Linked DNA regions of Mus musculus: regions 1, 2, 3, 4, 5 and 6 are each linked to region 7. Evidence: chromatin contacts called from public HiCAR-type, HiChIP or PLAC-seq and promoter capture Hi-C data. All regions are on one chromosome and are shown on one strand. Each heading gives the region's core, a stretch centred on a gene start, on an enhancer-like site or on the middle of the called end of the contact. The rest is flanking DNA. Distances are from core to core; before and after follow the strand shown. Region 1 holds the start of Slc35f2 (solute carrier family 35, member F2). Region 2 holds the start of Cul5 (cullin 5). Region 3 holds the start of Etfa (electron transferring flavoprotein, alpha polypeptide). Region 4 holds the start of Fbxo22 (F-box protein 22). Region 5 holds the start of Acat1 (acetyl-Coenzyme A acetyltransferase 1). Region 6 holds the start of Rab39 (RAB39, member RAS oncogene family). Region 7 holds the start of Idh3a (isocitrate dehydrogenase 3 (NAD+) alpha).

Region 1 (2,894 bases), core at 147-2,646, 810 kb before region 7:
CATCAGGACTGCCCTAAATTGGAGGCCAGACTGGGTTACACATAGTTGAGTTTCAGTCAGCTTTGTCTATGGAGTGAGGTTTTGTCTAAAAAAGACAAAAATAAACAGAAAATAATTATACTTAAACTTTACAGCGCTTGTAGTTGGCAAACTTAAGGCTTACTTAGCTACATTTTCCAAAACCTATTCCCCCTTTTATAAACGCTTTTTAAATAGCGATTTGATTGATTGTGTGTTTGTGTGTGCCATTGCCTAAATGTAGAGTTTAGCTTGGTAGAGATCTGTTTCTTGGCCTACACCATGTGGGTTCCAGGAACCGAACCCTGGCATCGGGTACCTTTACGGGCTGAGCCACACACTCCTACCCCTACCTCGTGTGTTTTTTGAAGCAGGATCTCATTTTAGCTCAGGCTAACCGAGAACTCAGACTACTCTAGGCTAGCCTCGAGCTTAAGGCAATGGTGCTTCAGCCTCCTAGGAGCTGTGAGGAAAGGCGTGAGCTACCAGCTAGTTAAAAACCTGGTTTTTCTTAGTGTCTTCTACAAAACCACCTGCTCTTCTGCATCCACACACAGTCTTCTAGAATTTACCGTTTACAGTGTCCCTTTATCCACTAAAGGAGGAGATTGGGGGGTCGGGGTGAGGAGGTGGGGAGCAGTTCTTTTGTCTGCTTGGTCTCCTTCAGGAAAAAAAAATGCTTAATTGGCACTACAGACTTGCTTCTGTCAGCAAGAACCAGGGACTTCCCCATCCCACTTTTTATTCCCTCTTGTTCCTTGTAGGTCCATCCAAGCATCAGAAGGCGTGGCCCGGGTCAAGGCCAGGATAGGTGACAAGGCAACCCAACAGGTCTGCGAGGGATGATTTGCCTAGTTCGCGCCACAAAGACACACCACTCTGATCGTTCTTTTGAAAGGAAAAGAAACCACAGCTTGTCTTCAGTTCTTTTAGGGGAAAAGGAGGGAGACCTGGACACAGAGGCGGGGTCAGTGGGTTCTTCCAGTTAGCAAAGTTCAGGAGGGCACCAGCTCGCTGCCTGTACAGGCATCCTGGGAACCAGCCAAGATCACCTCTTATCAGATTACCTATAGTTTGCTGATTTCAAACAAGGAACCTTGAAATCCTGAAATGCATCGGGCGTGGTAGCGTAGACCTGTAAATCCCAGGTCTCTTGAAGCTGAGGCAGGAGTTCTGCTGAGAATTTGCAGTATGCCTAGGCAATATCCTGAGTTCCAGGATAGACCCGGCTACTGAGTGAGACCTTAGGTCAAAGAAACTAACCAAATCAACTCCACCCACATGGAGGTGGGGGAGGAAGAAGCCCAACCCTCTCATCTTAAATTTACATTATGTCCTACTCAGCTCTGACACTAGAAAACAAACCGCCCTTTCTCCTCCAGCTTCCCAAAGGTGCCAGGTGGCGATCTGCAAAAGCATTGTCTGGCCCTTAGGGCCTGACAGTTAATGATTTGTCGCACGAGCAGGGCGGAGGAGTATCGGGACGCGGGCGAGCGTACTAGAGAGCGCAGCAGGAGAGCAAGGCAGGGCGCGAGCCGAGTCCGCGCCGTACTCACAGGCACCGCCTCCTGTCTTCCGGGCCCGAGCACTTCTCGGGGTTCCGGGCACGCGAGGCTCGAAGAGACCCCATGGAGGCTGAGTCGCCGGCGAGTGCGGGGGCCAGCGAGCCCCGGGCGCTGGGTACGGTGGACAGTATCGGCAGCCAGCTGAGCAGGATCCGACGCAAACTCTTCACCTGGTGAGTGCAGCGCGCTGGGCGGGCCTGGGTGGCGGGGACACAGGCAGAACCGGCTGGCGACCCGCGCGCACGTGTCTGGAGCTGGGAATGGAGGTGGCGGTGCCTCGACTTCGGCTCCTTGAGCTCCCAAACCACCCAGGAGGTCGCGTTTCATCTGGGTGCTCCCCCCACGCTCCTTCGAAACGGTGGCGACGCTGGCTTTTCGGAGGATACGCGGGGAATTCATCCGATTGGCATTTTGAGATAGGTTCCCCTATTTCCCTGTGACAGGGTGGGAGCCACCGTAGATGCTGTGGAGGAGCGCTGCCCAACCTGGCGCTTGGCAGGTGGAAGTGTTGCCCTTCCTGGCTCGGTGCCCGCATTCCTTCAGATCGGGATCCGTGCCCACCTAGCCTGGTGATCACCTCCAACTGGAGTTCACTCAAGTGAGAAAGCTGGGTTAAGTTTTGTGCTGTTGCAAACCGGAGACAACGTCTGCCCTGTTTTGGGGCCTGAGCGAGGCGACATGGCCACCTCCGGAGCTGCGGTCCAGGGAAGCAGGTGGCTGATGTCACTGTGCTCTGGTGAGCCTTTAGGTAGAGATGTTCTCAAAGAGTTGGCAGCGACTCTGGGGAAAGCTTTCTGTGGTCACTGGACGACTTGCGTTCTGAAGACACTAGAGGCTAACATCCAAATAATGAAATCCATTTACTGAACATTTACTCCGTGCCAGGCACTGCGCTTAGCCATTTATGTAGACAATAGCACCGCATCTCCTTTGCTTTAGGATATGGCGCTATTGTTAGACCCACTTTCCAGGTGAGGAAACACAAGGCTAAGCAGTTTACTTGGGGATAATGAGAATGGCAGGATTACAGGCATGTGCCACTACCCACCTGGGCAACGAATTTCAATTGAAAGATTTTGAAAGCTATGTCCTTGAAAAGGCATCTCACCTTCAGAGCTGATCAATAAATGTGTATACATGCATTTTTTTGTCATAAATAAGCATAGTTTTAAATAGATGCTCTGGTTCAAAGGGGCAAATGGCCTCAAATTGCTCATTCTCCAACAGCTGTGTAATGTCATTGATTAGCAGGGAGATGTTACAGTGGCATAACCAAGTACGAAAACTTTGAATTCAAATCTTAGTGAGGTG
Region 2 (3,016 bases), core at 305-2,804, 920 kb before region 7:
TAAAAATCATCCTAGTTATCTTTACTCCTAGCTGGGTCAGGTAGGCCTTTTCATTCCCCTCAGCCTCAGTGTAGACAATGGATTTCTGTGACTTCAAGGCCAGCTAGGTTACACAGCAAGTTCTGGCAAGACGGGTCCAATGAGACCCTTTTTTAGGGGGGAGGGAGCATTATCTATTATTATCTATTATTATTATTATTAATTCACACAGCCTGCGAACATAGTGTTTATGTCCCCTCAGGTAATCACTAGTCCCATATTTCAGTTAGTAAGTTCAGGTCAGAATTCTTACTAAAAAACACAAACTCGCCTCAATTGTCTTCCTCAATCCTCATTTTTTTAGAGATGATTCTACATAACCTGCTCGCCCTGGGACTCTCCTGGCATTTACAACTTTTCAATGCTTTCTTTAAATGAAAACTTTTCTACACCCTAAAAGGATGGACAGCAGCACTTGATCGGGTGCCATCGATGTCCTATAAGGGAGGTCAGGATTGGGAGACAGTTCCTCAAGGGACAGAGAAAAGGTGGAAATAGACGGCCAGGCGTGAGAGAACTGGTGGGAAGGTGTGACATTCAGAGAAGGGAGGAAAGAGGTGAAGTGGCAGGCAGGCACTGCTGTCTAACTCACAGTTCCTGCAGAGTGCGAACAGAAATTAAGGAATGGGGTTGGGGGAGCATGGGGGGACCAGCCATTGAAACCTGCTAGGCAGCATTTTGCTGGGATTTTTTTCCCCTATTATGTCTTTGACACTCCATTCAGAAGGGACGGGCCCCAAGAGTCACAATGATGGGTTGGTGCGGCCCAGCGACACTGCTCTCGCTCCCAGCCGGGGTTGGTCCCTTGAAAGCATCGCTGCGAGTCGGTGAGCCGGCGGGAGGAACCCACCAGGTCCTCTGGACCCCCGAGGCCAGGGCCCGGCGTCGGGGTGCTCGGGCAACAGCCACCCCGGCTCATTCCGGTGGACAACCCCGAACCGCTCTCCTCATACACATCTTGCCGCTCCCACGGAGCCCGGTCCTTCCCCGGGAGCCGAGCGCATCGATGGCCGGGCAAAAGCCCGGCTGCAGCCGGGGGGACTTACCTTTAACAGATTAGACGTCGCCATGTTCTCAACTTGGACTCTCGCGAGACGGGGCGAGACTTGGCGGCGCTCGGGGCCAGGCCTCCTCGAGAGGCCGGGGTTCCCAGCAGGACCCCGCAGGCCGCGGCGGGGGATGCGGGGGACGCCGGAGCGGCGTGCCGTCAGCGCCGAGCTCGTCCCGGGCAGCCGTGCTTCCTCGGGCTTTCCAGCTACATGGTCACCCCGGCCTGCCCACGCGAGAGAGCGCATGCAAACGCTTGAGGAGACGCGAGCGGCGAATGGTGGGAAGGGACCGGGAGCCGACCAGACCGGGAAGAGGTAGTAGCCACTTCCTCGGGCCTCCCCAGCTCGCCTTCGCTTCTGCCGCTGGGCTTGCACCCGCTTGGGCCGCCGGCAACGACTTTATCTCGGCTTAGGGCCCGCACCTCAGGGTCCGTGGCGGCGTCACGTGACGCGGCGGGCGGGGGCGTGCTCGGGAGCAACCCAGGCGACAGCAAGCCACTGGGTCCCGAGGCCCGCGCGGAGGGTGCGAGCGCGCCCTCTGCTGGCTGGAGCCGGCGCAGCCCTCACGCGCTCGCCCCAGATCGGAATGGCTATTCAGAGCTCAGGATTAGATTAGCCTGGAAGGCTTCTTACTGCTGTCCTCAGGAAATGCTGACTGAGAGAAGGCGCCCAGTCAATTAATAAATGATGCACAAACGTACTGTTATTCCTATAAACAAAAAAAAAAACCCTGCTTGTTCAAGAAGTGATTGTTAATCTTGGGTTCCTTAAGACATATCCTAGAGCACCCTATAGTATTTTCTCCAAATTGCATCGCTTCTGATCACGAATCTCTGATCAAGGGAAGAGAATGTAATTTATACAGGGATCTCTCAGGTTAGCTGTTATTTAATGCATTATGCAAGTTCCTAATACTACCCTTTGGGGGTTTTAGTTGCTTGGTTGGTTGGTTGGATTGGTTTTTGACAGTTTCTCTATGTAGCCCTGGCTGTACTGAAACGCCATCTGTAGACCAGGCTGGTCTTGAACTCGGAGAGTGGAGGTAGGTGCCTCTGCCTCCCAAGTGTTGGGATTAAAGGTGTGGGAAACCACCACCTGGTATCAAATTTGTTTCTTTGAAACTCATCTCTCACTGTCCAACAATTTTAGTCTCAGTACTCAAAGCAGAGGCAAGAGGATCTCCGTAAGATTGGGGACAGCCTGGTCTACAGAGCAAGTTTCAGAACAGCTAGGTCAAAAAACCCAAGAAAACAAAAGTTTCTCAAACGTTGCTAGTGCATTCTTTATATTAATATAACCTGGGGTGCTACTTAGAAAAGCAGACTTTCAGGCTCCACTCTGAAGGATTTTATTTCATATATTATGCCTGAAAACTCCTTTTGCCCCAAGCATTCCAGGTAGCTATGTTTAAAGAAGACTTTCTATGTATTCTTGGATGGCCAGGAATTCTGTATGTAGACCAAGTTGACCTAGAACTCTAGAGTTCTGCCTGCCTCTGCCTCCAGAGTGACTGGTGGGATTATAGGTATACGCCTCCCTCGGAAAAGGCCAAGAGTTCTTTATATCTGCTTCGTGCTGGGTGTGGTGGAGCATGCCTTTAATCCTAGCACACTCTTAAGTTCCAGGCCAATTAGAGCTATAAAGTGAGACCCCTATCTAAACAATATAGCACTTAAAGTGAGTTAAGATTTGCTACTTTAGGACTGAAGAGATAGCTCAGTGGTTAAGAGCACTGACTGCTCTTCCATAGGTCCTCAGTTCAATTCCCAGCAACCACATGGTGGCTCACAACCATCTGTAATGGGATCCAATGCCCTCTTCTGGTGTGTCTGAAGACGGCTACAGCGTACCCATATGCATAAAATAAATAAATCTTAAAAAAAAAATCTGCTACTTCACAATGGGCCTTAGTTATCTTGTTTGTGAAA
Region 3 (3,053 bases), core at 125-2,624, 930 kb after region 7:
CCTATGTATAAATACTGGGTACTTGGACTTTCCCCCGACTAGTTCTACAAAATCACCAAATTCTAAATTCTCCTTACCACAATTAGGCCGAGCATAAAACCTATGCACAAAATTGCTTCGCAAGTTCTGTATAGATCTTCAAGTCAGGTACTGCTGCTTGGAAACCGCCCCTCCCCCCCAAAAGCCATGGCCTTCACTTGCTTACTGATTCTTTTATTATAGAAAGGAGGTTAAAAAAATCTCGTGGGAGAAAGATGGGCTAGGATCCTGAACGATGTGTTTTAACTTTTTTTTTAACAAGGAGTGGCAACATTCAAAGTGGGGGGGGGGGAGTCTTCAAACTTCCAAGAAGCCCATAAGTTGTATCCCAGACAGAAAAAAATCTCAGTGGTGATTGGGGTAAAAGGCACTAAAATAAAAAGTACGTATAAAAGTTACAAAACGTCTGCATAACTTGCAGGCCAAGGCTGCTGATATTGCTTCTCTAGCAATCTTAATGTAAATTAGAAAAATCTACAAGCTCCTTAAATTATTGCCTTGGAACTGGTCAGCCTTCAACTGCTATTCCCTTACAGCACCCCGACAAGAAAGAAAAAAAAAGTTTTGTTTTGTTTTTTCAAGTCCTCGAAAAACAGACAAATGGTAAACTTTGTCACCACGGAAAAAGTCCCCACTACCAAGTTTCCAAGGCTACTGAGGCAACATCAGTCTGCGACTTCTCAGGACTGGATCCCAGGCGGGTACGTCCCAGCCCCTCCTCCACTCAGCCCGGTCTCACCAGCCCAGCCGCAGAGCACTCCGCCCCTGCCCTTGGCAGTGGGCGTCCAGGGCAGCCACAGGAGGCCTAGGTTTCGAACTCTTCCCCAAGAGGTTCCGCGGCGGCATCTGGCCCCTTTGGGGGGACGCAGCTCCCCTCCAGGCGAGAGAACCTAGTAGCCCCAGAGTGCCCCGCGAGAGTCAGGGCCGTGGGAACCCGGGTTGGGGCAGCGTGACCCGGAAGAGGTCAAGGGCGAAGGCTCCAGAACTTTGACCCGCGTCCCGGGCACTGCACCGACTGTCTACGCGGACGGTGGGAGTCGAGGGAGCCCGTGACCTTCGCCTGACAGGGTCAGCAGGCTGCGGCTCGGACGTCACCTGCTCGGCCCTCCCTGTCCGGACTCACCGCCCGCCGGAGCTGCCCAGGCGCCGCTGCTCGAAACATTGTCTCTGTTCTAGTCAGCCCCGCAGTACCCTCAGCCTCAGAGACCCGGAGCGCGCGGGAACCACCGCCGCCGCCACCGCCGCCGCCTCCTCTACCAGAGACCCGAACGCTCGCGAGATGCGAGCACGAGAGCTGACAGCTTAGTCCTGGACTGCGGGGGCTCGCGCTTCCCGGGAGCCCATTGGGCAGCCACGCAGCCAATGAGGAAAGCGGAAAGTTAGAGGCGGGACTTGGGAGTAGGGCAAAGGTAAGGGTGTGCGCCGAGACGCTGGCATGCGCGCCACGCCCTCCAGTTGCTTGGCTCTGTTCCCTGACGGTCTCGGACTTTCGTTGGTAACGTTGTCTGGACTAACTGCCCTGTTGTACGCAGCTTTCTTTCCACCCGCGAAGGGAACCCCCTCACTCCAGTCCTTTTCCACTCTCATTTACGCCCAGTGTCAGCGCTGCACGTGTAATGTGCCAACCAAATAGTCGCAGGTGAGGAGAATTGTAAACGTGCATTAATTAGGTGTCAGTCCTGGGGACCTTAGGAGACTCAAAACAAAACAAAACAAAAAGTTATTAATAAATAATATAAATAATTTATTTGCTACTTCCTGGGAAGGGTCTATTGAGTTGGCGATATTTGAGCTGGATTCTAGAAGGAAATGGAGATCGTACAAACTACACAGAAGGAGGCAGAATGGGATGGAGATGAACCACCCCAGCAGCCTAGGGCCAGGTTTGAGGTCCACCCAGATCTTCTCCATACTCTTCTCTGCCCTTAGTCAGACTCACTTCTATCCTCTGGCATCAGTGCCTGTGGCTGTTAAAATCTCTCTTGCTCTTTGGACCGACCAATCTACCTGCCTTCTGGGCTGCTCAGGATGTCCCAGAACTCAAGCCCTCTCAGGAGTGAATTGCACCTTTAAGAGCTAGCCCACAATAGTATTTCTTCACAATAATCTCTAGTCCCCTACAGTGAATATTTCTCTTCTTTACTCTCTTAGTTTTGTGAACCGAGTGAGAACCCATCTTATACAAGACCACGCTTGTGGAGGACTGGGACTGTGCCCACCTAAGCTGTTCGTGGGAGGGACAACTAGTATTCTGTTTACCATCACTTTCTTCTTCCAATAGAACTACCCCACTAGACTCAAATCTAAGTCCTATTGAAAAAAGAAAGAAGAGTAAGTAAAAATCAAAAGGAGTATTTTTATTTAAAAAATTTTTTAAATGAGATATGAACTACCTCCTTCCTGCCTCCATGATAAGGCAAAACACCAAAGAGGAGAGAATCCTCCCTCCTGCCATGAGATGTCTCGGGCACATCCTAGGCTCCAGCGAAGCAGCAGCAGCCATGCCCTGTAGAGGCACAGTGCCCACAGGGCATGATGGTTATGGGCAGAGCAGAGCCGGTACAAAGTAAAACACAGAAAATGGCCCAGATCTGTAACAAATCACCATACTCATTTGGAAGACAGAAGAGTGTCCTTGAAGAACTTCTGGAGGGAGGGTACAATTAGATATGTTTCTACATTTACATGTATGTCAAGTACCAGACAAATGTGCGTCTGAAGGACTGATGTTATGAAAGTGTTCCCTCTAGGTGTTTGGATGCTCTTCTTTCCCACTGAGTTATAGACATTTTGGAGGCAGAAGATGGTTTCTATTAGCTAGCCTATATATGGCTGCTTGCTATTTGTAGAAATAATTGTACAAAGAACAAAAGAAGGGGGAGAATTGCCTTCAGCTAGTCCTTGAAGTCTGACTCACTTAGGCACAGCTCCTCCAGGACTCCTGGTGGGACGGACAGTCTGCAGCTCTGGCTGCTCTTTGTCTCTTCTCTATGCTAGGATCCCCACTGAACTTG
Region 4 (3,168 bases), core at 256-2,755, 620 kb after region 7:
TTTTTTTGATTTTATTTTTCATTGCAGATTTATTTGGCAATGTACAGTAAATTTTGTAAACTTGCATCAAGTTTATGAATAAAGAACCATTTAAAAATCAGTTTGTCACCTTTCCCTCTTATGAGATGCTATAATTCAGGCGTCTATAGGCTCTATATTGAATTTCTAGTGTAGGCTGTTTAAAGAGAAGATGGGGTGTGGGGAGGTTTCAGAAGTGGAGATGAAGATACTGAGAGGGATAGGGAACCTAGAATTGGTGTGTACACACATAGTGTATTCAGTTTTTCTTTAACCATTCCCTTACTGCGTTCTTTAAATTCAAATACATGTGGGTTTCTAGTGCTGTTTTAATTAATGTCTCTAATGTTCTTAGGGTACTATTAGCACAGTTCCTCTTGTACACTCAAGGCCTCTATACACACCACTATCTGTAGATCTCATCAGAATCTCAGCAGAAGGAAAGCCTTTTCTTTCCTTGACTGAAATTCCTGTGCCAGTTTCATGTTTGGTTTGAATGTTATGTCTCCATGTACAGCCTCCCTACTTCATTCAGAAACAGTTGTTTTTTCTGAAGGTTGCCTTAGCTGAGGAAATGTTCAGAAGTCCTCCTCTTAAACATACTGACCCTTGGTGTTCATTCCCTAGTCGTCATAACATGTTCCCGCACCCCACCCCCACCCCAACCAGTGCCTGGTGAGAAGAGTGGAGCCACAGAGCAGTTTGGAAGTTCTAGAAGTAGGATTTAGGGCTCCTGGAGAGCCCAGAGCTGCTGGGGTTTTTTATTAACGGGAAGCATTGAAGTTTTCACACATTCCCAGTGTATCGTGGTGTTTTGGAGACTGTATGATGCGTCCATGTTTGCTACTTAAGTCTTAAGGTTTCCAGAGTAAAGTGGCTGCTGCTTGTTGAGGGCTTGTTCATGTTTTTTTGTGTTATCTTACATATTTTGCAGTAGGGTCTAGATTGTTTTCGGCTTTTGACCCTCCTGCCTCCAGCTTGCTAGATGCAAACATGCATCATCTTGTCCAGCTCAAAATGTTCTAATGGGTTATCACAGTGTAAAAGATCTAGAAGCCAAAACAAGAAGCACCAGGTCAGGCCAAGTAGCTGGGGACAAAGTGCCCCTCAGTCAGGAGACAACCTATTCAGTTGAAATGAAGCAGCCTCTACTGTTCTTTCATTTGTGGTTCGGGAATGTATGGTGTTGGGCTTCATCCCCTGTGATTCTGTATGTAGCCCTGCAGGGAAGAGCCAGCAGGAGCCAAAGAATAATGGCTCCTGTGTGAAAATATCTATCTGGTTTGGCATGTGCTTTCTGTAGCAATTAATAGTGCCAAAGAATGGCGAGTGCTATTTATGTCTACTCGCTTAAAACTTAAGACCTAACGAGTTAACCAGATTGACCAAATAGTGTTTGCAGCCGGCTTAAACGCCAGGCTGCCTCCGGTCCCTTCCGGGCGGAACTGTGCAGGCCGGTGCACCGCCGCAGCGGCGTGTCCAGTACCGGAAGCGGCCCACCGGAAGTGGCGCGCGCCTGCTCAGGGAGCTCGGGTTGTAGGTGGTGCGCCGGCCGCTCCGGTACCCCTGAGACTCTGTAGGGCCTTCGGGCCGGTAGGCGAGGAATGGAGCCGGCAGGCGGCGGTGGCGGCGTCTCCTCCTCCACAGATCCGCGAAGCACCTACGTGCTGAGTAACCTTGCGGAGGTGGTGGAGCGTGTGTTTACCTTCCTGCCGGCCAAAGCGCTGCTTCGGGTAGCCGGGTGAGGGCGAATGGGGCGGGAGGAGACCTTCGTCCCGGAGGGTGGCGGGGTCGCCTCTGCCGGGACCTCTGCCCGGGTTTCCTAGTGCTTAGCTGGCGCTGCGAGGCTGCTGACGGTGGGAACCGGCCGCCCGGCGGCAACCCTTTGTGCTTTTGCATCCCCAGAGTATGCCGCCTGTGGAGGGAGTGTGTACGCAGAGTGCTGCGGACCCATCGCAGCGTGACCTGGATCTCCGCGGGTGTGGCTGAAGCGGGCCACCTGGAGGGACATTGCTTGGTGCGCGTGGTAGCTGAGGCGCTTGAGGCAAGTATGGAGTTATGCGTTGGACAGTCACTTGCAGGACTGGTGGGCCATCTTGGAGAACTTTTTAAAAAATCAAGATTGTGATACATATCCTTGCTTTCGTTAACTCGGAGAACCTATGCTCGTATTCTGGCTTTTGTAGTAAACGTCAGGTTTTGTAGGGGCGTACTGCGGTTTAGTCATTATTAGATGTTGGGCAATTGAAGTATCCAGGTGTCCACTATTACAAGGCCGTACAGAGCCTTCCTTAACTTGCCTCAATTTTGCAATGAAGGTGTTGGGTATCGCTTGCCCAGGGTCTCACACTAGAACCGGAAGAACTAAAACTTCTACCTAAATACGTAAACCACATTCCTTTTCTCATTTTTGTCCCTGGATCCAGGAGAGTCAGTGTTCAGGGAGGTGAAGACAGATTATAGAGCTGATAGATAGTGAATCTCCAGTATCTCACTGAGTGGCAGGGGCCCTCGTGAGGAAATTGCCAATTTGATGCCCTATTATCGCTTAGTATGTATAATAGGCAAATAGGAATGTTCTACTTAACCACAATATAGTCTCCACATTGGGAAGTTATCATTGATGTATGTGTCGATTCTTTTGGTGTTGAGTTTGGTTTTCAACTTGATCCAGAAAGAGGGAACTCAAGTTAAGTGCCTGCCAAAGATTGACCCGTGGACAAATCTGTAGGCCACTCTCTTGATTAATGTTTGGTGTGGGAGCCAAAGTGCCCCAGTGCTTTTCTTAAGAGCAGAAGGATTTGATTCTGTTCCCAATGAGTAACTGAAAGGCGCGCTCCTTTGGTTTGTATGTTTCTCCAACCTGACTTTCTGTACCAGCCCCAACACTTAAGAAAATTCAAGGCACAAGTTGAGTGTGACTGGGATTTATTAGATTTTTTTATCCCATTACCTTAAATTCCTTGATTTAAGAGGTGTCTGCCAGAAACTTCTGCCTTTAAATTTTCTGTCCTGTTGCAGTTAATAAGTATTTGTCTGTAGAGAAGCTTTGAAACTTACTTTTCATTCTCTTCCACTTTGTTCACACAGCACTCATACATACGCTTGGTCTCTTGTGTAGAGCTGTACCTGTTACTGTTAGACTCTCCT
Region 5 (2,901 bases), core at 206-2,705, 980 kb before region 7:
GGAGGAGAAGGAAGGGTCAGAAGGAAAAAGGCACACGAGTCTTTCTTGGGAACACTTTTTTTTTTTTATGCATATGAGTACACTGTAGCTGTCTTCAGACACACCAGAAGAAGGCATCAGATTCCTTTTTTTACAGATGGTTGTGAGGCACCATGTGGTTGCTGGGAATTGAACTCAGGACCTTTGGAAGAACAGTCAGTGCTCTTAACCACAGAGCCATCTCTCCAGCCCCGGGAACACTTATTTTACGAGTGAGGTTCTGCCCATCTCCAGATGAGAAAATAGACTATCCCTCTGGCTTTCCTATTACTGCAGTCACCCAGTACTTATTGTTTTTTTATCTTTCGGAGACTGGGTATCTCCAAATTGCCCACGTGGGTTGAAATCCTTGATCTCAAGCTCCTCTTGCCCGAGCAGCAACTCAAGTAAGATTCATTTTATAGTTTGTTTGCCCTCAGCTTCCAGCTCCAAGCCTCGGGCCCTCAATTATTCTTTCACAATCTCTTGCAGAGCAATGCTCTCTTTCAGCTCCTATTGCCAGAACTACCCGTTTCGGCGAACCCTGATTTTCTCAGAAACAAAACCACGCAAACCTAACTCCAGACTCTTAAAGACTGACCGACAAAGTCTAGAATGTCACCTTTGGAAAGTACAAAGTGTTCGCCGAACACAACCATCAGAAGCGAGGCACTCACTTCAAATAAAAATTATTTCTTGTACTGTCTCAGTAGCCATCTTGTTAGTTTTAAGACAATCTTCTGATTGCCATATAGTGCCTGAGCTCTGATTAAGACAATTAATTAAACCAATGATTAGCCAGGTGGTGGTTCATGCCTTTAATCCCAGCACTCTGCAGGTGGAGGAAGACCAATGAGCTCGAAGCCAGCCTGATCTTGAGAGAGAGAGAGAGAGAGAGAGAGAGAGAGAGAGAGAGAGAGAGCGTTCCAGGGCAGCAAGGGTTCCACAGAAAAACCAGTGGAACAAAATACAAACCAAACCCCAAAACTCAAACCAATCAAACAAAAAAACAAGGAAAAGGAAATCACAAGGTCACAAAAACGTCTTAGAAACTCCTGGGCCTACAGAGAGACTCAGCTCTCTGCAGTCTGGGATCGCGCCTGGTCAGGCCCAAGCTTTGCTGCACAGCTGATGCGGAGCGTGACAGTAGCACAGACTGACAGGTGGACTGACACACGACGGCGCAGGCACTCGATCCCCAAGGCGCTGGTGCTGAGCGCTGTGGCCCACGAGGACGGACCTCGCGGGCGGCTGGTGGGCTCCCCGATCCCGGCCCACCCCCGGAATCGACCCTGCTCACCTGCAGCAGCCCGCGAAGCAGAGGCCTGCGGACGACGCCGTGCAGAGCCACCAGGGCAGCCATGGAGACGCGAAAGGCTGTCAAGGGCAGAGAGACGCGCCGCGGCCTCCACTTCCCCACCGCAGAGCTTGCGACGTCGTGGCGGGCACCGCCCCGACCCTCTCCTCCAATAGCAGTCCAAGATCGCTGCGCTTGGCGGCGATTGGCCCGTAGCCAGAGGGCGGGGCCTGGCGCTTGGCCCGAGGACTGAGCTGAGGCTCTCCTGGACCAAAAAAAAAAAAAAAAAAAAAAAAAAAAAAGGACTAATGACCACGTGGCTTGACACCTAGGTGGTGCACGCTAAACTGTTGATTGTTGATGCCAGTTGTTTCTGCCTCCAGATGCCTGTAGTTTTCGTGCAGTCCGAGACTTTCCATTCACTTTGCCGTGCCTGATCAGGTGACTGTATTACCCAGACAAAGGATGTTGGTAAATGTTTCCAGCAATTCCCATTATATTCATTTATAATACAAATAAACCAATTTCTTACGTTAAAAGAATGTTGAAGTTGTTTTTCTGTAGGATGCTAAGTAAAATACATATTACTATCTAAACTTCACTGAGTAATAATAAGATTACATCAACTTTCAAAGAAACTCCCCGCAGGCTGGGTGTGATGGGACACACTCAGGAAAGAGGCAGGTGGATCTCTATGAGTTCGACGCCAGCCTGGTCCACATAGCGAGTCCCTGAACAACTAAAACTACAGACGGAGACCCTGTCTCCAAATAATTAAAACAAAACAGAAACAGTGCATTAACTGATATTACATGATAATTCTCACATTTGTGTAACCCATTGCTAAGGCTAGTTGGAGGATTGTTTTGCTTAGGTTTTGTTTGGTTAGTTTTTAGATAGGGTCCCACGGTGTAGCTCTGGCTATCCTGGAATTCACTATGTAGACCAGGATGGTCTTGAGCTCACAGAGATCTTTCTGTCTTTGCCTCCCTAGTGCTGGTATTAAAAGCACTATGCCAGGCCATTTGCTGACTTTGAATCTTCAGTTGGGGATAGCAGATCTTTCTGCTTGTGACATTAATTTTCCTTGATGTAAAACAAAAGGCACAACATACAAATTGAACAATTTACTTCAAGTCGACTTGTTTCATGTAATTGTGTGCACTCCTGTGTAGGCCAAGGGTAAACCTCAGATAACTCCCTCTGAGACTCTCTGCTGCTTTTTGTTTGGTGTTTTTTGTTTTGTTTTGTTTTTGTTTGTTTTGTGAGACAGGGTCTATCTCTCCTTGCACTAGAATGGCTGGCTAATAAGCCACCATCTCTACTCCTTCAACCCTATCCACCCATCCATGGAACTGGGGCTACAATCAAGGGCCACCACGCCTAGCTCTTTACATGGATGATGCTCTAAACGCTTTCTTGTGATGCAAACACTTTGCACACTGAATCATCTTCCCAGACCCTTTTGGGGTAAAGTGTGTGTATGTGTATATGCACCTTTGTGTATCTGCACCAAGTGCATACAGGCGCCTGAAGAGGACAGTAGAGGGCGTCAAAACTCCTAAAACTGAAGTTGTAGGTAGTTG
Region 6 (3,165 bases), core at 626-3,125, 880 kb before region 7:
CAGAAATCCACCTGCCTCAGCCTCCCGAGTGCTGGGATTAAAGGCGTCTGCCACCACACCCGGCTCACTTTTTTTTTTTTTTTTTTTTTGAGACCACAGAGATATCTGCCTGTCTCTGCCTCCCGAGTGATGGGATTAAAGGCTTGTCCTATCACACTCTGACTAGAAGCCAAACTTCTGAATGTTGAACACTTTACACATGTAGGCTGAACTCTCTTGGAATGGATGCTGGCTGAATGAGGGCAAGCCACATTTGTTAAGTTCCTTAACGGAGTTCTTTATTTCACAAGCAAAAGTACTTGTTGAGAGATATAAAAATGCTTGCCTACAAGAGTTCCAATTGATCATGTGATTTTTAAAAAAAGATTTATTTTTTTTATTATATGTAAATACACTGTAGCCATCTTTAGACACACCAGAAGAGGGCATCAGATCTCATTAGGGATGGTTGTGAGCCACCATGTGGTTGCTGGGATTTGAACTCAGGACCTTCAGAATGAAGAACAGTCAGTGCGCTCTAAGCCATCTCTACCTACTAAGCCATCTCATCAGCCCCGATCATATGATTTTTAAAGAAACAATTCCCTACATTATCAGCTTTCTTACTTTGCTCTAGAACAAAGTACTCTTCGATCTCAAAAACTGGAAATACGCTTTAAATGTGATTTAATCTCAACTATCCAAGGAATTCAGTTTCATTTACTTTTTTTCTGTAAGGCCAGTCGACTTTATACAATCTTTCAGGTTCCCCAGTAAACAACCAGAATGAGACTATTTACTTGAGACTGACTCTCTCCCCATTTAGAAAAGTGCTTTCTTCTGTTGTCACATACAGAATGTTACGAATCCATCAGTGAAATAAAGGAAGGGTTGCAGACAACCCTCAGTATTATCTTTTTCACACCAAAGCGTCAAAGGTGACAAACTTTTAAAGGAAACTTCACCCTATAAATGCAAACACACACCCTTAGTTGTCTCAGTGACTCCGATGTTGCATTTAGTTGTTTTCCAAGACCTACTCCCGAGGGTCATGGCCCAGAATTTTCTGATGACCACACTCGGTGCTTTCAGATGTTTAAACCATTACCGCATGCATCTCTCTGTGAACCGTTCCGAGGGCTGGAACCCCGTCTGGAATTCTGCTTGCTGAGAACTAAAGATTTTTCACAGACCTGGGAACCCCACTTGGCATATTTCCCGGGCCTGAAAGAGGCTTGGTCAAGGCTTGGAGGAGGTGCTAGGAGGAGGGTGGCTGAGGCAGGGTGTGTGTGAACGGCGAGCGAAGTCGAGTTTGGGGAGAAGGCAGCGGTGGAGCCAAAGGGACCCAAACGGCCAAGAGGAGCAGACAGAGCTGGGAAAGACCGGCGACCCTGATTCGGACAGGAAAGGAGACAGAAAGGGGGCGCAGGAAATCCGCACTAAAGAAAGAAGAAACTGCGGAGGAGGAAGTCGCCCCTGGAAGGGGAGGGGCGAAGGGGAAGCGAGCACCGAGCGCTAGCACTTTCGAGAGCCTGTGGCGGGTGCCTCCCTACCTGAAGCGCTCCTGCCCCGCCGTGTCCCAGAGCTGCAGCTTGATCCTCTTGCCCGGCTCAATCTCCAGCAGGCGCGAGAAGAAGTCCACGCCGACTGTGGGGTCGCAGGCGGGGGAGTGCAGCCCTGGGAAGCGGCCCTGGGTGAAGCGGTGCAGAAGGCACGACTTGCCCACCGTGGAGTCTCCGATCACAATAAGGCGGAACTGATAGATCCAAATAGTCTCCATCGCCTACGTGCCCCGTGCGCTCAGGAGCAAGTTCTGCCTAAGGAACTGTCCCTTCAGCACCTACGCGGCGCGCGCCCGCCCGCTTCCAGCATCTTCCTGCGGCTGCGGCCGCCGCCTGGTAGCCGCCCTCTGGGGAAGGAGGGGCGGGGCCGCGGGCAGGGGGCGTGGACTTGGTCTGATTGGGGTGGGGCTTGAGAGTGAGGGCGGGGCCACGAGTTTGGAAGGGACCGTAGGTAGGGGTGTGATCGTGAGTTGGGGGCGGGAACCTAACTTGCAGAGCAGCTGCGTCGGGCAGGGGGCCGGGCCCCAGCTGTAAGGGGAGGGAACTGACGTTGTAGAGGCGGGTCATTGGTCGTGCGGGGGCGGGGCCTCTAACTAGAGGGGCGCGGCGAGAGCGTCGGCTGAGGGGATAGGGAAGTAGCAGAACTCTAGACGACCTTAGCGTATTCTAGTGCAGATCTTGCTGGAAATGGACAAGGAATGGGTGTGGCGAAAGGATGTGACAGCAATAGCAACCAATGAAAATGTACTCAAGGGCTAAACTCCAGAAAGGTCAGCCAATGGGAAGTGAGAGTCATTTTCTCTCACGCATCTGCGAAGGCTCTCTTCAGACTAAGACCCTAGTTTTGAAAGTCAGTCAGGCTTCTGTATGTGGATTCGTGGTGTCCGGGTTCTCAGAAGATTCCAGTTGACAGTTTCCTCTGAAGAAAACAAATTTGCAGAACTAGTTCTGATAGTTTCTGTTAAGGATTGCCTGTTGCTGTTTGCCACAGCGTTTTCAGGATGGTTCTAGCCCTATGCTCGTTGGGGCCCTTCAGCCTGGGAAAAACTTAAAATGTTGAGAAGCTCATACGAGTCATCATTATTCTCGGTCTATAGCTGCCCTCTGCTTGCGTATGACCAAAGACCTAATAAACGAAGCGTAATTTAAATGTTGGTGAGACCTTACTGTGTTCTCTTCTGGACTGGGATGTAGCCCCCAGGTGGTAGAGTTGCCTAGCAACATGAAACCCTGGGTTTAGTCCCCAACTCCGCATAAAACAAATATGGTGGCCCACGGTTATTATTCCACCACATGGGGCTCGAGGATCAGAAGTTTAAGATTATATCCTGTAACTCTCTGTGTCAGCTACACAGAGGACAGAGGCAGATGGATTTCTCAGTTCAAGACCAGCCTGGTCTACAGAGTGAGTTCCAGGACAGCTAGGACTGTGCAAATTTCTTGCCAACCATTTCATTCTTTTCTTGCAACATCTAACTATCACACTCATCCTTAATTCCTTTCTTTGTTTTGGAGGAAGAAGCGTGACTTTCAGAGAACTCTTCTTTCCTCTGCCATGCATCTTTAGGCCCCTGTCTGCAATTAGTCAATCTTTATTTTATGTGGTATGTATCTTGTCTCCCTT
Region 7 (2,936 bases), core at 102-2,601:
GAGAGAGAGGGAGGGAGAGAGAGAGAGAGCGCTTGAGTGCTTGAGTGCTTCATGGCTTCATGGTAGGTATCCTTACCTTAGCTTTTGAGACAGGTCTCCCACTCACTAAACAACCTGGGGCTCATCATATCAGCTAGGCTGTCTGGCAATGGCAGCAGGATTCACCTAGCTCTGGATTTTCATTGCTGGGGTTATAGATGCTCACTCTTTCCTGACTCTTTACATGGGTACTGGGTATTGAATTCAGGTCCTCATGCTTTTGAAACAAGCACCTAACCCACTGGGCCATCTCCCCAGCCCAAGAGCTGTGTTTTCTGAATTTATTTTATGAAAACACTTACATTTGCTAAAAACTTCAGATTGTACATTTACATCAAGTACTTTTTAAAAGATTTGTCTATTTTATGTATATGAGTGTTTTGTCTGCATGTAGGTGCCTGTGCCATATTGGTATCTGGTGCCCTGTGAGGCCTGAAGAAGGTACTGGATCCTCTACATCTGGAGTTACAGACATTTGTGAGCCATCATGAGGGTGCTGGGAACTGAATCCGGGTCCTCTGCAGACTAATAAATGCTTTTTATTCAGTAAAGCTATTAAAAAAAAATAAAAATTAGCCAGATGATGGTGGAACACGCCTTTAATCCCAGAACTCGGGAGGCAGAGGCCAGATCTCTGTAGGTTTGAGGCCAGCCTGGTCTAGCGAGTGAGTTTCAGGGTAGCTGAGGCTATGCAGAAGAACCCTGTCTCAAAAAACAAAACAAAAAAATGAAAATTTAAAAAAAAATGTAAGAATCAAGTTAGGCGAGGTGGTGCATGCCTACAGTCCCTGTACCTGGGAGATAGAGGCAAGAAAAGAGGAACCCCTGGCAGTCCGGGGTTCAAACCCAGCCTCAGCTACATAATCAGTTTGAAGCTCCATGATACTGTCTTAAGAAATGAAACAAAACAAAACAATGTTTGAAAATAAGCAAGATATTTGTCCCAGTGGGACCGCAAAGTTTTAAGGGGCGCACAATCCCCCAAATAAAGAAGGCTGATTGGTCCCCTAATAGGTCGGAAACAAAAAACTCATCCAAACAGCTTTTCAATGAATGAAGCGGGAGGAAGGGGAGGAGGCTTCCGGGTCGCAGCTGGGCCCGCTCCGCGCGTCATCAAAAGATGAAGGCGGTGATTGGTCAGCTAGCGGCAGCTGTGCAGCGGGGTCCGGAGCGGGGCGGTGAGCGATCGAGAGACCCGAGCTAGGGGCGGGGCCACACGGAGCCTCGGGGCGGGGCCGTGAGGGGCGGGCTTGGGAAGAGGGCTATGCGCATGCGCCCTGGTGTTGCCGCTGTCGCCGCGGTGAGGGAAGTGGACGCGATGGCCGGGTCCGCGTGGGTGTCCAAGGTGAGCGCTACAGGGCAGCAAGCTCGAGGGCGAGCAGGGAGAGTAGGCTGTGATCCCGCCTGATGGATGGCGGAGGCGAGCGCGCGGAGGCGGCTCATGGCCCGCGGGCAGTGTTTCGGGGAATGTGGCCGGCACGCCGTGCGTGGCTAGCCCTGAGCCGGGACAGCCGCGCCGGGCGGGGACGGCGTCAAGGTCAAGGCGGCCAGTACTGCTCCGGGTGTCCCCACCAGTGTCCTCCAGGATAGGTGCACAGGCCTCCCCCGGAGCCCTTGAGGGTCACAGACAGGCCACCTAGGCCCCGCGGCCCTGTCACCTGCGGGTCTCCGGGCAGCATGCCCAGGTCGCCCCTCCCTGATCCCTCAGCCTTTGACCGGGTAAACGCTGGGCGCAAGAGGGTTTTCGAGGTGAGGGAATCCCGGGCCGTTAGGCCAGCCAGATTTTTCTCTCTCTTGGAACTCTTCCTAGTCTGATGCCTGGTGCCCTGGTAGGTATTCCTCCTTCAGAGGACGCAGGGCATCGTGCTCCTTGGAGTTATACTCTGAACGTTCAGGGAGATCGCATCATCGTCCTTTCACCTTCAGTTGTTGGGACCCAGCGATCTGGGACTCTCTAGTTCTCCCTGATAGTTCAGGTACTAGAGCTGGAAGGCGCTTCAGGTTACATATGCAGTCTTTTCGTTTCCTGGTGGAGCTGACCTGCCCTCGAAGACAAATTTGCTCAAGGTCATACAGGAGGTCATTGTCATCTTTGAGAGAAACCCGAGGTATTTTGATTTTCTGTCTCTCCGGTGGCCAAGGTCACTTAGCTAATTATGGATATAGTACTGACCAGGCCGTAGGTCATCTGATGCCGTCGTGGGTGGCTCTCTAGAAGTCTGCTATAAGCAATGCAGATTTTTAAATGAAATTTGTATTGCCCTTCTCCTTTAAAGAGAGGTTTGGAGATGCACTATTGTTTATTAATAATTCAATTTAGGGGTTCTTAATTTTAAATCCTGACAAAGCCATTGGCCAATTGTGTATCCTCTGCAAACTATTTAACATCTGCGAACCCACCTGTAAGATACATGTGCTTGTGTCACAGGTATTTCTGCATGAAAGCACCTATTCCATGTAGAAGGACATGAAAGCCTGAAGCTTTCCTAGCTATCGATGTATCTGTCTTGGCAGTGATCAAGCAGACAGTGATTCTGGGACATCAGTAACTAGGCTTTTTTGTTTGGTGACTAGAATCTACGTTGTCACTATGTTCAGACCCACTTTTGCTTGAGATGCTGTTAGGTCACATTTGGTTTTAAAGGTGTAGCAACAAGTCAGTCCTTTAATGTCTGGGCTTACACACTCTACCTGATTCATGTTGCTAGGTGTAGTCAGCCTTGGGGGACTAAATAAGGCTAAGTAGTAAAGAGCGTCCTGGAAAATTGCTTTTTCCTTTAGCCCTGTAAGAAATCCACAAGAGTTCAGAACTTATTGGCCATAGGGTCAGAAGATGCTCCCCTGGGACTTGATTGCCTGTGTGACCTTTGGCAGAGTGGCCCAGGCTTTGGTTCAGT

The links. Promoter capture Hi-C pulls out the DNA fragments that hold promoters and counts their contacts. HiCAR-type assays count read pairs that join an accessible place to other places. HiChIP or PLAC-seq counts read pairs in DNA pulled down with a chosen protein or histone mark.
Region 1: an H3K27ac HiChIP or PLAC-seq map of embryonic stem cells shows a contact between it and region 7, with 2.1 times the contacts expected there. The contact joins the promoter of Slc35f2 here to the promoter of Idh3a in region 7. A contact is called at or near these places in 2 of 115 datasets of contacts at active chromatin or transcription factors (embryonic stem cells and epiblast stem cells).
Region 2: a promoter capture Hi-C map of erythroid cells shows a contact between it and region 7, with 17 times the contacts expected there. The contact joins the promoter of Cul5 here to the promoter of Idh3a in region 7. A contact is called at or near these places in 4 of 39 promoter capture datasets (the 3T3-L1 cell line, erythroid cells, liver and 1 more), 2 of 484 Hi-C or Micro-C datasets (B cells and uterus), 1 of 115 datasets of contacts at active chromatin or transcription factors (astrocytes) and 1 of 9 other capture datasets (adipose tissue).
Region 3: a promoter capture Hi-C map of erythroid cells shows a contact between it and region 7, with 16 times the contacts expected there. The contact joins the promoter of Etfa here to the promoter of Idh3a in region 7. A contact is called at or near these places in 2 of 39 promoter capture datasets (erythroid cells and pre-B cells) and 1 of 9 other capture datasets (adipose tissue).
Region 4: a contact with region 7 is called in a promoter capture Hi-C map of erythroid cells, with 7 times the contacts expected there. The contact joins the promoter of Fbxo22 here to the promoter of Idh3a in region 7. A contact is called at or near these places in 5 of 39 promoter capture datasets (cranial neural crest, erythroid cells, hippocampal neurons and 2 more).
Region 5: a promoter capture Hi-C map of liver shows a contact between it and region 7, with 2.1 times the contacts expected there. The contact joins the promoter of Acat1 here to the promoter of Idh3a in region 7. A contact is called at or near these places in 2 of 39 promoter capture datasets (liver and pre-B cells), 2 of 484 Hi-C or Micro-C datasets (liver and myocytes), 1 of 115 datasets of contacts at active chromatin or transcription factors (astrocytes) and 1 of 9 other capture datasets (adipose tissue).
Region 6: a contact with region 7 is called in a HiCAR-type map of astrocytes, with 2.9 times the contacts expected there. The contact joins the promoter of Rab39 here to the promoter of Idh3a in region 7. A contact is called at or near these places in 3 of 39 promoter capture datasets (hippocampal neurons, liver and pre-B cells), 1 of 484 Hi-C or Micro-C datasets (B cells) and 3 of 115 datasets of contacts at active chromatin or transcription factors (astrocytes, pro-B cells and stem cell-derived neural progenitor cells).

The regions. Positions count from the first base shown.
Region 1 is chr9:53,770,139-53,773,032 of GRCm38.p6, forward strand. It overlaps Slc35f2 (solute carrier family 35, member F2), which reads left to right and starts at 1,397. Exons shown (of 8, transcript NM_028060.3): 1 at 1,397-1,756. The coding sequence starts at 1,647.
Region 2 is chr9:53,665,953-53,668,968 of GRCm38.p6, forward strand. It overlaps Cul5 (cullin 5), which reads right to left and starts at 1,555. Exons shown (of 19, transcript NM_027807.4): 1 at 1,086-1,555. The coding sequence starts at 1,109. It overlaps Gm16124 (predicted gene 16124), which reads left to right and starts at 1,141. Exons shown (of 2, transcript NR_166653.1): 1 at 1,141-1,403.
Region 3 is chr9:55,510,869-55,513,921 of GRCm38.p6, forward strand. It overlaps Etfa (electron transferring flavoprotein, alpha polypeptide), which reads right to left and starts at 1,375. Exons shown (of 12, transcript NM_145615.4): 1 at 1,163-1,375. The coding sequence starts at 1,201.
Region 4 is chr9:55,207,430-55,210,597 of GRCm38.p6, forward strand. It overlaps Fbxo22 (F-box protein 22), which reads left to right and starts at 1,506. Exons shown (of 7, transcript NM_028049.2): 1 at 1,506-1,759; 2 at 1,924-2,062. The coding sequence starts at 1,623. It overlaps Ube2q2 (ubiquitin-conjugating enzyme E2Q family member 2), which reads left to right. Exons shown (of 13, transcript NM_180600.3): 13 at 1-100.
Region 5 is chr9:53,608,895-53,611,795 of GRCm38.p6, forward strand. It overlaps Acat1 (acetyl-Coenzyme A acetyltransferase 1), which reads right to left and starts at 1,456. Exons shown (of 12, transcript NM_144784.3): 1 at 1,319-1,456. The coding sequence starts at 1,381.
Region 6 is chr9:53,704,357-53,707,521 of GRCm38.p6, forward strand. Rab39 (RAB39, member RAS oncogene family) reads right to left here and starts at 1,876. Exons shown (of 2, transcript NM_175562.3): 1 at 1,533-1,876. The coding sequence starts at 1,759.
Region 7 is chr9:54,585,160-54,588,095 of GRCm38.p6, forward strand. It overlaps Idh3a (isocitrate dehydrogenase 3 (NAD+) alpha), which reads left to right and starts at 1,352. Exons shown (of 11, transcript NM_029573.2): 1 at 1,352-1,384. The coding sequence starts at 1,358.